2 separate regions of the Mus musculus genome follow, and region 1 is linked to region 2. The links are chromatin contacts, called in public targeted proximity ligation maps. All regions are on one chromosome and are shown on one strand. The core of a region is the stretch at or near the end of the contact, and the rest is flanking DNA. Distances in the headings are between cores, read along the strand shown. Region 1 holds the start of Tmem132a (transmembrane protein 132A). Region 2 holds the start of Cd5 (CD5 antigen).

Region 1 (6,873 bases), core at 3,716-6,215, 130 kb after region 2:
GAAGTTACACTACACATCCTTGCCAGCTTCACTGGGTATGACAGAGGATGCTTGGGAGTAGTTTCCTATAGAAAAGGTAACAGAATGGGTGTCTTTGATGGGAAGGAGTGGGCTTTGTCCAAAGCCCCCGCCCAAGCAGGAGAAACTCAAGCCATACCCATCTTAACATCGTTTGAGCATAACCCAGCACTGGACACTACACTTCTCAGGCTCCAAGCCTCTCCTGCCTCCTCTACCCCAGGACATAAAGTCCCAGGGAGTCTTTCTACTTCTGGATTGTACCCAGCACAGTATCTTGCAATAAACTACTTAGGACTTTTATGCAGAACTCACTGTTAGTGGAGACCCAGAGCTCCAGCAAGACCACAGGAAAACTAGAAACCCACTGTCTTCCCACTTAAGCCCCTATTACCTCTTCCACCCACAGGGGCCTGGTACGCACCGCAGAGTAAGAAGGCTCGCAGTGAAGTTGTGTCGAAGCAGAAGGGTGGCAGTGAAGAGCTGGCCAGGCCTCATTGGCACATCAGGTGCACGCAAAGTGACTGCTTCATCCAGAGGTACCTCCTGGTACTGTGGGGGGTCCTCAGGGTGCAGCTCCACACCACCCACTGGGAGAGCCTGCTCCCTGGGTTCCTCCTCTGTGCCAAGGCCACAGCCCCCAGGGCCCTCGCCTGCAGGCTCCAGCGTGTAGGCCAGTTCGGCCCTTGTGGTGGCACTTTGGGAGAACCAGTGAGAGGGGAATTGCAGTTCCACCACACAGGCACCCAGAGATGGCTGCAAACACAAAAGAGAGCAAAGGCTGTGGTTGGCCCTGAGAAGGGTGGGAAGGAGACTTGCTCCCATTAGCAGAAAAACCTATGGAAGGCAGAACCAAGGATGTCTCCTGGGACCCACCAGATCTGGGTCTCAGACTACTCTGTAGGTCACTCTTCTTGAACAGACTCAGAGCAAAATGGGATAATCTTTACCACATCCCAGGACTTGCCTAGAGCTCAGAATATCAAGAAACAGTTCTTGGGGCTGGAGAGATGGCTCAGCAGTTTAAGAGCACTGACTGCTCTTCCAGAGGTCCTGAGTTCAATTCCCAGCAGTCACATGGTGGCTCACAACCATCTGTAATGGGATCTGATGCCCTCTTCTGGTTTGTCTGAAGGCAGCTACAGTGTACTCATATAAAATAAATGAAAGATTAAAAAGAAAGAAAAAAGAAAAAAAAGAAAAGGAGAGGAGAGGAGAGGAGAGGAGAGGAGAGGAGAGGAGAGGAGAGGAGAGGAGAGGAGAGGAGAGGAGAAGAGAGGAGAGGAGAGGAGAGAAAAGGAACGGCTCTTTCCAGTGGGTATTTGGGCTCAACTGCACAATAATGAAAATAGAACCCACAAAAGTTCCGTCACCACACACAAAGGTAAATGACTCTGTGACAGCGACTCTGACAGTTGCTTCATTTCTTTCTTCTCCAGTTCCCTATAGGTGGGAATTATGTGCCCTAAAACCATGCATCATGGACTGAAATCCTCAAGGAGCCCTCTCCTAGGGCAATCGGGAACCAAAACAGAGCCAGGTGGCGATGCCCTAGACTCTCAGACTGTGGTAGGGTCCTTTCCTTTAGACCCTGGCACCACACCTGCATGGTGCAGCAACAGAAACAACCCACTCACCTGGAAGCGGCAGGCTCGGTGGGCAGTGCCTGCAGGGTGTGTGGCATGTAGTCGGGCACAGGGCAAGCTGCCAGGTCCTGGTGGCCAATCCTGCCCTTTGAGGTGGAAGAGGACACGGGCATAGGGTTCTGCTGGAGTCACCGCTGCTTCCACGGAAACAGCCCGCACATCCCAAGGGACAGGCCGCCGGTGGGGCTCGGTGACCCTAGGAGGGACCACCTGGAAAAGGGCAAACATGCTCATCTGTAGGGTCGAGTGGAGAGGCAGATAACACCATAGCCAGGTCTGGGAAGGTGGGATTTCAGGCTTCTAATCTCGGTGTAGAGAATGGGGAAAAGGTGTCTATGGCCACATCACCCTAATGTGCCCAATCCCTTGCTGGTACTTAGATAGGAGAATGAGAAGAGCCCCAGAACCCCATGACTCTGATTTGCCTGGGAGTTCCCGGGCCCTAGCCTTACCTGCTGAGTGGCAAAGGGTGGGTAGGAGGCCCGGAGAAGCGGCTGTGCCCTGGGCCAGGGCTGCATGAGCAGGAAAGTCTCAGAGCGGGAGGCCAGGGAAGAGTTGGCAGGTGGGTAATGGCCCACCTGCTGCACACGAAAATGCTCAGGGGCATCTAGGAGTTCCAGGGCCACTGGCAGGTAGATGGGGTCCAGGGTATCATGGTTACTGCTAACTGAAGAGGAATAAGGAAAGGAGATGTCAGATAGCTACAGAACTCACAGAGGTTGGACTGGGTGGGCTTCATTCTCAGTGTGGGGCTGGGGGGGAGAGGGCAAAGTGGACTACAAATGTACCATCTCCCAGATGTAGAGGAATCATCCCATTTCACAGACGAGGTGACTGAGGTACTGAGAGCCTCTTAAAAGCAGTCAGAGTTGGAGAGTCAGGGATCGGATGTAAACTTCCCAGCTATTCCTTCTATCTTACCCAGAACTTATCTCTCCCTCCAGCAGAGCCTTTTCAACATCTCCCCTACATATCCCTGCCTCAGATAGGGCATTTGGAGGACACAGCTCCTCCTGCATTGGGAACTACTCAGTAAAAGATGGTTCCCAGTTGAGCTTTGTAGAAATGGAGTCTGTTTTTGCTGTGTCCGTGTCCTTTCATGGACATGGCTGGTCACCCCTTCCAAGTCCAATTACTGTCATGGCACACCCACATCAAATTTCCAAACTTGACCCATTCTGGGGACCAAGCCCTAGTCCTAGCTAGGGATTGGGGTTCAGCAATGACACTTGGGAGGGTACCAAATAGGTCCATGCAGCAACTGGCACTCCCTAAGGGTGGGAACACGAACCAGAAGAGATGGAATATTTGTTCATAAAAAGCACAAAGGTCCACTATGGCTATATTGATTTGTACTATCATCCCCAAATAGTAACAATTTTTAAAGCACTTAACCCCACACAGATTCAATTTTACATGTAGTAAGTCTTTCAGTTCCCACACAATTCTTTGGATTAAATTCTATTACTACAAATTCCACTTAATGGATGTAAAAAATGATGTATGAGGGTTCTCCAACCTGCAGTGGACCTGAGAGGCCAGTCAGGATCTCACCACCTAGCTACCCAGCCGTTCCATCCAGGGCAACCCCAGCATGCCATGTGGCCTTCACACTGTGCCCCCACCCTCCTTCAGGGTCAAGAGTACACCCTGCCTCCTCGAGGAAGCCTTCTGTGGTCATTCAGCCCCTTGCTGGACACCTTGTTCCGGCTCTGCTTGCTGCTACTGCTTTTCTAAGATGGGGAACAATCCTCCCGTTTCTCCAGAGTACCTGGAACCCCAAGTGCAGTCCATGGGCTTGGCTCTGCTGCCTCTCCTGTATTATGTGAACCCCAGGCTCTGTCTTACTCATTCTGTAATTCCCATGACTCTCCCTGAAGAGGTTTGGGGGATAAGGGGAGAGATCTGACTTTATGCCCTAGCTCTACTCCATGAAAGATGGGCCAGTCACCAGCATCTTGGAGCCTGGGTTTCCTTCCTCACTGGTACAAGGGGTGGGAGTATTTCATAACCCGGTGAGCAGGGGAGGGTTTTGGAAGCTTGGTGTAGATCATACTGGAAGTGAGATTGTTAGTGAGCCAAATGAAAAAGCTTTCCTTCCCTCACTGTGGAGGGGTTATTAGGACCCCCACTGGTTCTGCAGGGTTTGGAGCAGGTACCTAAAAGAAGTTCCAGAACCAGCTCTCTCAGCCCCACAGCTGAGCTGGGACGGCGGGGCTTTTCTCTAGAGTGCCCCCCCCCCGCGCGCGCGCCCGCGCACCAGTATCCCTAAGGGTAACAAGTGAGTGACTGTTGTTGGTCCTTAGGGTGGCTCCGGTCCACCTTCTAATTCAATGTTTCCATAATTACAAGATGCTCAGTAGCCTGACTCCCACGGACTTCCATGGTCTCCCATCACGGAGAATCCAGCCCTCTTGATGGGGGCAGAAAGGTAGAGACTACTTCGCCATCTCCCAATTCCCATAACATCTTCCACCTTTCAGCCCCAGCTTATGGCAGGCACGCGGTAGCTGCTGCCCCTTTCGTACTCAGTGATGGGTGCACCCACAAGGGCTCGGAAAGGCAAGGCTGGGACTCTCCCAGAAGACTCCAATGTTGGAGATCTCCTTGGAACAGGGAGAGAGAGGGGGAGAGAGAGAGGGGGAAAGGGAGAGAGGGGGGGGGGCAGAGGCATATCTCTCGGGTCTCAGGCAAAGAGCCTGTTTTGCATTCCTGTGACTAACCAGCGGGTTTCTGGGGACTAGAACTGCAGGTTAGGAAGAGGTGGTGCACGGGGAAGCAGGGCAGCCGGGTTAGATGTCGCGGCTGGAGAGGGGCTCGCAGAGGAGTTGGGACCGGGCTAGTGAAGATGGGAGTGAAAAGACTTTAGGAGCATCTAGGTGGTGCACAGAGAAGAAAGCCAAAGGGCTGTTGGCTGGGAACCGGTTTCCCAAGGTTAGACCTCTCCAGGGCATCGCTCTAGGTTTAGTTCTAGAGTCCAGTGGCTTGGGGGCATCAATGGCGCGTGGCCTCGGACGGACAGGGCCAGGTCGCCCCTCCCCACCCCTCCCTTCCCTCTGACCTCTCACGACTTCCAGGGCGAGAGCCACCAGGAGGCAGAACCAGGCACCGTAGGGCCCCCGAGGGGCCGCAGCCTTGCGTTCAGTCATCGAGGCGCACTCCTTCCCACCAAAGGAGGGTAACCGGCGCGCGGCTCAGGTGGCTGCAATCTGTCCCCACATCTCCCGCGCCCGCTCCGCGCCAGCCGCTGTGGCCAGCTAGTTCCCTGCGCCGCCGGCCCGCGGCTGCAGTTCCCAGACAATGGAGCAGGAGCAGTGGGGTGGGAGGGAACGCAGGCACATGGGCTGTCCCCTTCGCCCCGCCGGGTCCTAGTGCCCTGCGGATCCCAAAACCCAGAGCGTGGCCCCGTGCCTAGGGTGCCTAGGATTGGAATAAGGCAGCGTCCCTGGAGACTAAGCAGATTGATGTCCTCTGCCAGGAAGCACAAGGTGCGTTCTGGGATTCCTCGTGGAAGCCGATGATCAAGGAGAAAAACAAACAAAACCCGTTTCCTCTGCCTCATACCCTCCCCACAGGCATCTCACCTGTGAAGGCATCTAGAATTCAGGGACATAAGAGAACAGAGCTGCTGGGGCAGAAAAGGAGAGGCCAAACCAGGCCAGACCACCTTAGGCCATCCGTGGAGGCAGCTTGTCTCATGCCCAAACCTATCCCAGAAAGAGTCCCTAAGGATGAAGGGTGTAGGCTGGTCAACCCTTCTGAGGGAGTCCTGACTCCCAGTGCCACCTAGCCTTGCCCTCAGGTAGTGTTGGGAGAGGTCCAGATTTGGCATCTCCATGGCAACTTAAAGAGGAAAAAGAAACAGAAACGTGCCCGGGCCTTACACAAAAGAGCAGAACCACCTGGAGCCACATTGAGAACCTTATTCAGTAAATTCCTGAGTCTGGGAGGGAAGCCAGTTTTTCCAGGTTCCCCAAGCTAGCAATATAAGCACCCTGCAGGAAGGGGCAACTTCAGTCCCAACAGAGCTGCCAGATCTGCAAGCTTTCCAAGAGAGTGCATGCCTCCCTCCAGAGTCCTAGGGGGAAAGGTACCAGGTACATCCTGCCTTCCTGAGCCCTCCCTTCCTCCCAACAGATTTCTGCTAGAAGTCCAGAAGGAAGAGAGTTTGTCAGCAGAGACTTTTGAGTAAATACATTTTATTCAGAAGAAGATAATAAAATAGCATGCACTTTAAAACCACCAAGCGCTGATAAAAACATATCACTGCAGCCATGATTCCACATCAAACCTTCAGTAAGAATAGGCATTTAATCTTCACATCTTGTGCTGGACCTGGCATGGGTCATCTCCCTCCACCAGGGACCTAAAGGCCAAGGCCAAGGCCAAGAGTGAGCAAGTGGTGGAGAGGGGTTAGTGGCAGGCTCACTCCTAGCCCTGCAGAACAGATCAGGGCAAAGCCGTGCCCTTCCCAGCTACTGGGACACAACACTGACCAACGCTTGCTTCTGGATGGCAGAGAGTGGACAGGGGTAAAACTGCAAGACAGCAGGTCCTCCTGCCCTTTTCAAGGTCCCTGAAACCCTCAAGGGAGATTCGACAATCCCAGCAGGGCCGTTGCTTTGTTTGCTGGAGTGGGGATTCTGCAAGGGGCTCACTCTGACCACGAAGTAGCCACAGCACACTTTCCCACATTCAGTGTGGCAAGGGGCACCTGGAGGGTGCTGCTGACTCCTGCTAAGGCACTTGTAACAGAGCATAGATGCACAGGCCTCCAGGGACCCTTTCCTCCCCCTTCATCCTTATCTCCAATCTCCTACCCCTGCCCATTGCAGTGCAATGAGGAAGACAGAGAGGGCCGCAAGGGACTTGGGATGGTAGTGTGGCTGGGAGCAGGAAGAAAAGAGCTGGGGGGGGGGGGGGGGAGTGGTCAAACAGGAGCTTCAGCCTGGGCAGGCCTTGTGTAAGGAAGCAGCAGGTTAATCATCACGGAGATCAGCGGGCAGTGGTGCTGGCTGAGAGCAGAAGCCAGGGCTGAGGGCTCCAACCTGCCCTGGGGGAGGCAGGCTGGGAGCACAGAAGGGCAGGGAGCCATCACTTGACTGAGCACCGGCAGAGGACAGGTTCTCTCCTCTCAGCCAGGGGCTAGCGCAGGGGTAAAGGTGTGAAGGTTCCGGACACAAGGCAAGGAAAGGGCAAGGGGGCTGCA
Region 2 (7,106 bases), core at 269-2,768:
TAGCTTGCGTAGCATGTGTGAGGTCCTGGGTTCAATCATAGGACCATAAAAGTAAAATAAAAGTGCGAGCTGTTCCCTACCTACCCACGACTAAGAAACTACTTTCTACCTATAAGACTCTAGCAACATACAGGGACCATGTGCTCCCAGGCCTCCAAATGATAACTCTACTGGGGTGATGGTTCGATTCCATCTCTTCTGGACTCTGGCTTCCATGGAACAGGGGTACCTGCAGTCCTGCCAAGAGCTCACTCCATGCCCAGTGGGGACCATGGGTGGGTCCTGTCTCCTTGTGTGTGGGTCTGAGACTGCAGAGAAGGCCTGGATTGGGGCAGGGGATAAAGGCTTGGCTTCTGAGATTCTCAGGACCAAAGGGACCACATCAATGTCCTAGTAAGGTCCAGGAAGCAAGCCAAGATTTGTCAAGCAGGCATGGTGTACCTCTTACTGTCCAATGCACAAGGGGTGTGTACGTGGGCATCCAAGTCATGCTAACATGAGTGAAGAGGTCATATAGTGTCCAGGAGAGTGCACACACAGTTCTCATAGATACATACATTCAAAACGCACCCCTCCACATCCAGAGTCACACATTCTCACACTCACTCCTAGCTCTTGTAGGTACAGAGTGGGTATCTGAAGCCCCCAACCCTTCTCTGTGAAGTAGAAAGCCATTTCTTCTTTTCCATCCCACCTGGCATCCAGCAGCCTTTACCCCGCCACGTCAGTTTACATCTCTGCTCTGCTCTGTGCACATGCTGTGACCCGGAGGATCTCTTTGGGCCTCCAGGCCTAGCGCCCACAGCATACCTCTGGCTAGTCAAGAATCGCTTACTTTCCTGATGTCACTGATGGCCCACCAGCAGGGTCTCAGGTTTGGAGCAAGGCTCATGAGTTGGGGACTCCTTTAGAACTGACATAGGGCTGCTGTTTGAGCTTGGCATCTCTCTGTTCTTCCGCATCCTTATAAATGGACCATTCTGCCGCAGCCTACTCTGCCCGGAGCATCCTCAATATCAGGTTTGTGCCTCCCTGGAGGTGACCAAATAAAGGCCAGGCATTTCTAGGTGGCACCCTGGAGAGGGTGGCTGCACAGGTTGGAAACTAAGTGCACACTGACTTCTAACCCAAAGCTGAGAAAGACAGTGGATCAGGCTTGGCAATGCACGCGCAGAGCCCCGCGGAGAATGGGGAGTTGACCTAACCTCTGTGACCCTAAGCCTCCCTGCTATTGCACATGAGCCCAGAGTCAGACCTGGGAAGAACTGAGATCCTCTTACTGCACCCCGGTATGCACAGGTATTCAGCCTGGCAGTACCCAGTACCGGCAGAGACTCACCCAGCGTTCCCAGCAGGTATGTGGCAGCCAGCAGCACTTCGTGGGAGTCCATGGATAATGGCCTTCTGCTGCCTCAGCCTCAGTGAGCTCAGCTGGCCAGCCAGGAGAGGTGTCTGACTCAGTGTCTTACTGTCTTGGAGGGAGGGGGCATAAACAGGGGTGGAAAGGGGAAGCAGGCAGTGTGGGCCTGTGTCACTGCCAACCCTGTTTGAAGTTGAACTGTCAACTTCCTCCCTGTGAAACCACCTGCCCCAATTAGAATGGAGGCCTGAGTCTCTGTCAGCTTCCTGCACGAGGTGCCTGGAACTGCGGTAGTGCCCACTGGCCATTCTCATGGCTGGGCAGAACCAGGTGTCCTTGTGGGATGGGACTGTGGGGCAGAGAGAGGCTGGGAACTCCAGAGAGAGGTCGTTCTACTCTCAGGAGAGCTCACCCGAGGTAAAAGGGCAAGGGCCCGAGACAGGAGCCTTCCCTACAGGATTCTGAGTGGGGTGGGGACTGTGCAGGCGAGCAACTTCAGGTCTTATTGCAGGGTCAATAAGGAAAACCAAGACACAAGCCCTGCTCACTCCTGATGGTGTACGGGGCTGGAAGTCCATAATCTGAGTTGAATCCCTATGGGGATCTAAGCAAAGAAACAAAACAAAACAAGACCTTGCTAGGTAGCCCATGTAAGCCTGGAGTTTGTGGTAATCCTCCTGCTTCAGTCTCACAAATGTTAGAATTACAAGCGGGAGCTGCTGTGCCTAAGAATCCAAGAGTAATATTTTACCAGCAAGTATGGGGAGGAGAGTGTCTTCATCTGAGTTGAACTTGCAGCACTGTGTGTGTGTGTGTGTGTGTGTGTGTGTGTGAGAGAGAGAGAGAGAGAGAAAGAGAGAGAGAGAGAGAGAGAGAGAGAGAGAGAGAGAGAGAGAGAGAGAGAGAGAGAGAGAGAGAGAGAGATCTCCCTGTTGGTGTGAGATGCCCATTTTGGGTATGATCTCCATGTTAGGTATGAGATAGATATTCATGTTGGGTGTGAGATCTCCATGTTGTATGGTCTCTGGATCTAGATTCGTTCATTCATTCATTCATTCATTCATTCATTCATTCATTCATTCATTCAACATTATCAATGATATGCAAGAACTAGAAATGCAGCTGGCATGGTGATACACACCTTTTAATCCCAGCACTCAGGAGACAGAGGCAAGGTGATCTCTGTGAGTTTGAGGCCAGCCTGGTCTACAAAGTGAGTTCCAGGACAGCCAGGGATGTTACACAGAGAAACTCTTGTCTGGTGGTGGTGATGGGTTGGGTGCTGGGGACAGTCCCTACCTGGTGTGTCTGTTATTTTTTCCTTTGCTGGAACCCAGTGTCTCATGCTTACAAGGCAAACACTCTCAACTGATCTGTATCCCTAGCATCCCTTTGTTTCTTAAGTGCCCATCGGAGCCTATTTCCTCACAGTTTATAGAGAGCTTCACTGTCCATTGACCAGCCAGCCCACGCCCTCGCATATGCATGCATGCACACGCATGTGCACACACGCGCACACACACACACACACACACACACACACACACACACATGCACACACTCACACACACACACACACACACACATGCACACACTCACACACACACACACACACACACACACACACACACACATACACACACACACACACACACATGCACACACAAGGAAACCGACATCTCCTTCCACAGACCTCCAGACTCACTTCTTTATCAAAGGCAATCCAAACCCGGAGCTTTAGATTTATTTCCCCTTCACAGGCCTGAGTGTGATCTACTAGGTGGCTTCACTATGTGTTCCAACCTTCATAGAAGTCTGAATGTATTACCTCAGTTACTGGCTGTGTACCGGAGGGAACCCTAGTGGTGGGGTCCCTGCACTCCAGGTCCGTAGCTCTTCCCCTGCCACCGACTCCCTAGTAACTACCCCACAAAGTTTTCTACCTTGCATCCCCTAGACCTCAGGTCCTGTGCCAGCTGGGGACCCCAGACCCCAGGCGACAGTTTCCTGTCCTATCACCCGCACTTTCCATGACACAAGAGGAAGTCAGCTGAGCTGGCTGGGTTTTCCATGCCGCCGCTTGGTGGAGGCAAAGGTGGGGGAGGGGGGATGAGCCCCCTAGGCCAGTTTCAGAACCTCAACAGCCTCCGAGGGACAGGCTCTGCCCTATTGCCTTGGCGACACCAGGTAACCTCTGGAGAGTTGCCTTACTGGACTTTCTGGTTTGGGTCACTCCTCAGTGATTCCAACACTGGTTCTTTTGGATGGGGGTGGGGAGAAGGTGGCAAAGGAGCCACAAGGAGGTGGGGTGAGGGTGAAGGGGGGAGGGGGATGGGAGCTGAGGAATGTGAGGGCCTGAAGCAGATCAACATTGGTTGGATGACTAAGTGAAATCTATAGGATGGATACCTTCCAAGTGTTTATTTGATGAGTGACTGAGTGACTCAGTCACTGGGATCTTCTGTACTGGCAGCCTTGAGCACGACCAGCTCAGGCTGGCTGTCCATCTTCCCTACCCAGCTTAGGGAGTGCACCCCTGACCTACTGTTGCTCCTTGCCTGGGAGTGGAAGAGCAAGGGAAGACCTCTTGTCTGTTGAAGGGACTGTCCGAGGGAGGGAGGGAGAGGTACTGACCCTCCAATACCTGCTCTTTGAGTGTGGCCATTGCTCTGTGACCTTGAGTGAGTCCCGTGGAGCTGGGGTCCTCAGTTGGTTCCTGTGTAGCATAGGGGAGTTGGATGACCCCAGGGCAGCCCTCCTTCAGATTGTAGAGGGAAGGGTGTGCCCAGGTGCCTTCAGAGGAGGGACTTCCTCTGTTTTGGGACCTAAAGGATTTGGCTCTTGGTGGGAGGACATCAGCTTGAACTCTTGGGGGAAGCAGAGGTCGGAGGTTTCCAGGGCACTTACCCTGTGCACCAGAAGGGCCAGGTGAGATCTCAGCAGGCTCCCGATTGCCTGCCTCCCTTGGAACAGCACCAGCCTCTCATATATGTGGTGAAACTGAGTCACTTAATGAAGTAAATTACCTAAATTCCCCTTGTGTAATGTATTTAAGAAGGCTACCTTATGATATGCCCCGTGGAGTATTAGCACAAACACTGGCTCAGAGGGAAGGTTCTAGAATCCATGGTTGTTAGTTTTCAGTGACAACTGGCATAGTTGGGTAGAAACAACTTGGAGTCTAGAAGCTGGCTTAATTTCTGAGGGGGGATATTAGGAAAGCTACTGCCCCATTCCGAGATCCATCTCCCTGCAGCTCGGGGCATCTGGAAGCTGCCCTGGTAATGACATGCAGGGCTTGTGAGGTAGAGTGCTCCCCGTGTGAGGTCAGTCTCCCAGGCTCAGCCCATGCTTTCCTGCAAGGAAGCTCTCTAAAGTGGAGGCTCTCTAAAGTGACCAGCCTTCCCCACCACGGCTGCCTCTCTAGCCAGCCCACAGTTCTGACTCCTGCTTTCTCTTCTGTTGCTCTTTTGAGCGACACTGAGCCTGTTTGACCACAGGTAAACGTGAGAAAACAAGGCTGCTTAAGGCTGTTAACCAAGCCCATTTTTCCGATGAACCACTTGAGGATCACTGAGGTTAGGTGGATCCCCAAAGGTGCACAGCTCACGAACAGTGAGGTTTGTGCCTCCAGGTCTCCCGGCAGGTAGATGTCCCCTTTCTTACATACCACCTGTCTCTTATTTCAGATGGCTGCATCCATTTGCCCAAAAGGAACTCTTGTTCTATAAAGCAGGCAGACACACAGAACCTGAGTGGTGAGGTGGACAAAGGCACCTGTAGGAATGCATGTACTGGGTCCTCTATATGGTAGAGAGCTGAGGGTGGGAGGGTCCTTCCTCTTAGAGCAGTGGACAATCCCAGCCCTTAGAGCAGAGTTGCTCCTGAAGCTGCCTGCCTTGTTGATCACCCAGCCCAGGCCTGTTTTCCTTGAGAGCATAAGGCAAATCTCTCAAGGGACATGAGGACAGGATGTGGGAAGGGCCAGCCTGAGGGGACTGTAGAGAAACCGGTAGCCATTGCTACTTGTGAGGAAGTCAAGGAGGGAGGAAGGACACTGGAAGGATGAGCGGTTTCCCATTTACTGGTGGGATGGGTTTTCTAGGTTGAGGGAAGAGTCGACACAAAGGCTTCTGGGTCCTGCAAGGTAGTAGCTAGTCTGGGACAGGCAAGAAGGGTACAGAGCTGGAACTTGGGATGTGAGTCCTGCCTGGCTCAATCATTATCGCTGCGTGTTTGAGGTGAAGGCTCTCCCCTAGAACCCAGTTTCCCTGTGATATAAAGGGTTTTCTTAGATAGTCACTGAGAGTCCTCAGTCTGTGACCTCACGGGTCAGGGTGTCATTTAGAAAACTAATGAGGACCTGAACAATCTATGAAAGTTTTCTTAAAAAGACCAGATGCCGAGAGCCATGACACTCTTTAGAAAGCTCACACACAGGGCCATCGAGGGGGGCTTAGCAGGTAAACAGCCTCACCACCAAGCCTGACACCCTGAACCTGATCTCTGAAACACACATGGTGCATGGAGACAAGTGACTCCTGCAAGTTGTCCTCTGACCTCCATGCCTGTGCACTGACACACACATGTGTGTGTACACACACCTAAACATATACAATAAACGGGCAACTTGGCAAGAATTAATAGTTCTTAAAAAAAAATAGGCAGCTCACTCATAATGTCCTCTTAGAGAGACTTCCTGGGTGGGAGATGGAGTCCTGTGTAAGGTATTTCAGCCACCCAGAGGGAAAGGAAAGAGGAGGAGAAAGAAAAGGGAATTTCAGCCTCTCCACACTGCGGAGCCCACACAGAGGGGACAGCGGGCATGATGAGATCCCAGCTGTTCCAGAGGCTCAAACAGGAGGATTGTAAACTCCAGGTCTTCCCAGACTACAATGTGAGTTCAAGGCTAGCCCATACATACTTTTATTTAAATGTGAAATGTGAAATGAAGTGAAATGAAGACAGAGGACGTAGCTCAGCGGTTGGGCGTTTGCCTAGCCTGATGGAGGCAAGCGATCCCTGCACTGAGCAAAGAAAGCCATGAACAAGCGCTCCCTGGGGCTCTGATGCAAAGGTGAGCAAACGTGACTGTAGTTTACACATTGCCATCTACTTGAATAAAATATGCATGAAATGAATAGTTAGGCTTTGCAGAATTTTGAATTCAGGATGATAGATTAATAGTGGGATGGGCGTGAAAGATCTGGAAGCAAGCTTGAGTGTGGGTAGGCTTTTGTTTTTACAGGGTGTTGCCGACATTTTCAAAAGTATACACGTATCTTTTCTAGGCGTCGTTTAGAGACAGCTTCCAAGGGGTTTGCAGAAAACCTCTTAATGAAAACAGTTCAGAGTGTTTGTGTCTGAAACATCTGAGATCTTTTCAGTGTGGTTCTCCTTGCTAATAAAAAAATAATTCATACAGATTGCGAAAAGTCAGTGAAACAGCACAGTGGCTCACAAATTAAAACATAAGTGAAACTGCCCTCGGTTCCACCGTCTGGCATAACCAAGGCAGACATCATAGGCCTTATGTAAGCCTTAGTTTTTTTATTTTCTGTTCCTAATTACAATAATTACGTTGTGTTTTAAAGCAGGCAGCATATATGAATGAAAGGTAATATAATCTTATATATATATGTATATATATATATATATATACATATATATATATATATACACACACAAGTATATATAAATACATATTTTTCCAGTGCTGGGGATGAACCAAGGACTTCATATATGC

Evidence for each region.
Region 1: a contact with region 2 is called in a targeted proximity ligation map of pancreatic cancer cells. A contact is called at or near these places in 15 of 39 promoter capture datasets (the 3T3-L1 cell line, 3T3-L1-derived adipocytes, the C10 cell line and 11 more), 22 of 484 Hi-C or Micro-C datasets (B cells, the C2C12 cell line, the G1E-ER4 cell line and 12 more), 15 of 130 datasets of targeted methods (craniofacial prominence, embryonic basal ganglia, embryonic fibroblasts and 9 more) and 4 of 9 other capture datasets (adipose tissue, liver, macrophages and 1 more).

Annotation. Positions count from the first base shown.
Region 1 is chr19:10,864,814-10,871,686 of GRCm38.p6, forward strand. Tmem132a (transmembrane protein 132A) reads right to left here and starts at 4,966. Exons shown (of 11, transcript NM_133804.2): 1 at 4,726-4,966; 2 at 2,117-2,331; 3 at 1,656-1,874; 4 at 443-774. The coding sequence starts at 4,813. Tmem109 (transmembrane protein 109) reads right to left here. Exons shown (of 4, transcript NM_134142.1): 4 at 5,847-6,873.
Region 2 is chr19:10,737,456-10,744,561 of GRCm38.p6, forward strand. Cd5 (CD5 antigen) reads right to left here and starts at 1,519. Exons shown (of 11, transcript NM_007650.3): 1 at 1,340-1,519. The coding sequence starts at 1,391. A430093F15Rik (RIKEN cDNA A430093F15 gene) reads left to right here and starts at 3,492. Exons shown (of 4, transcript NR_027805.1): 1 at 3,492-3,547.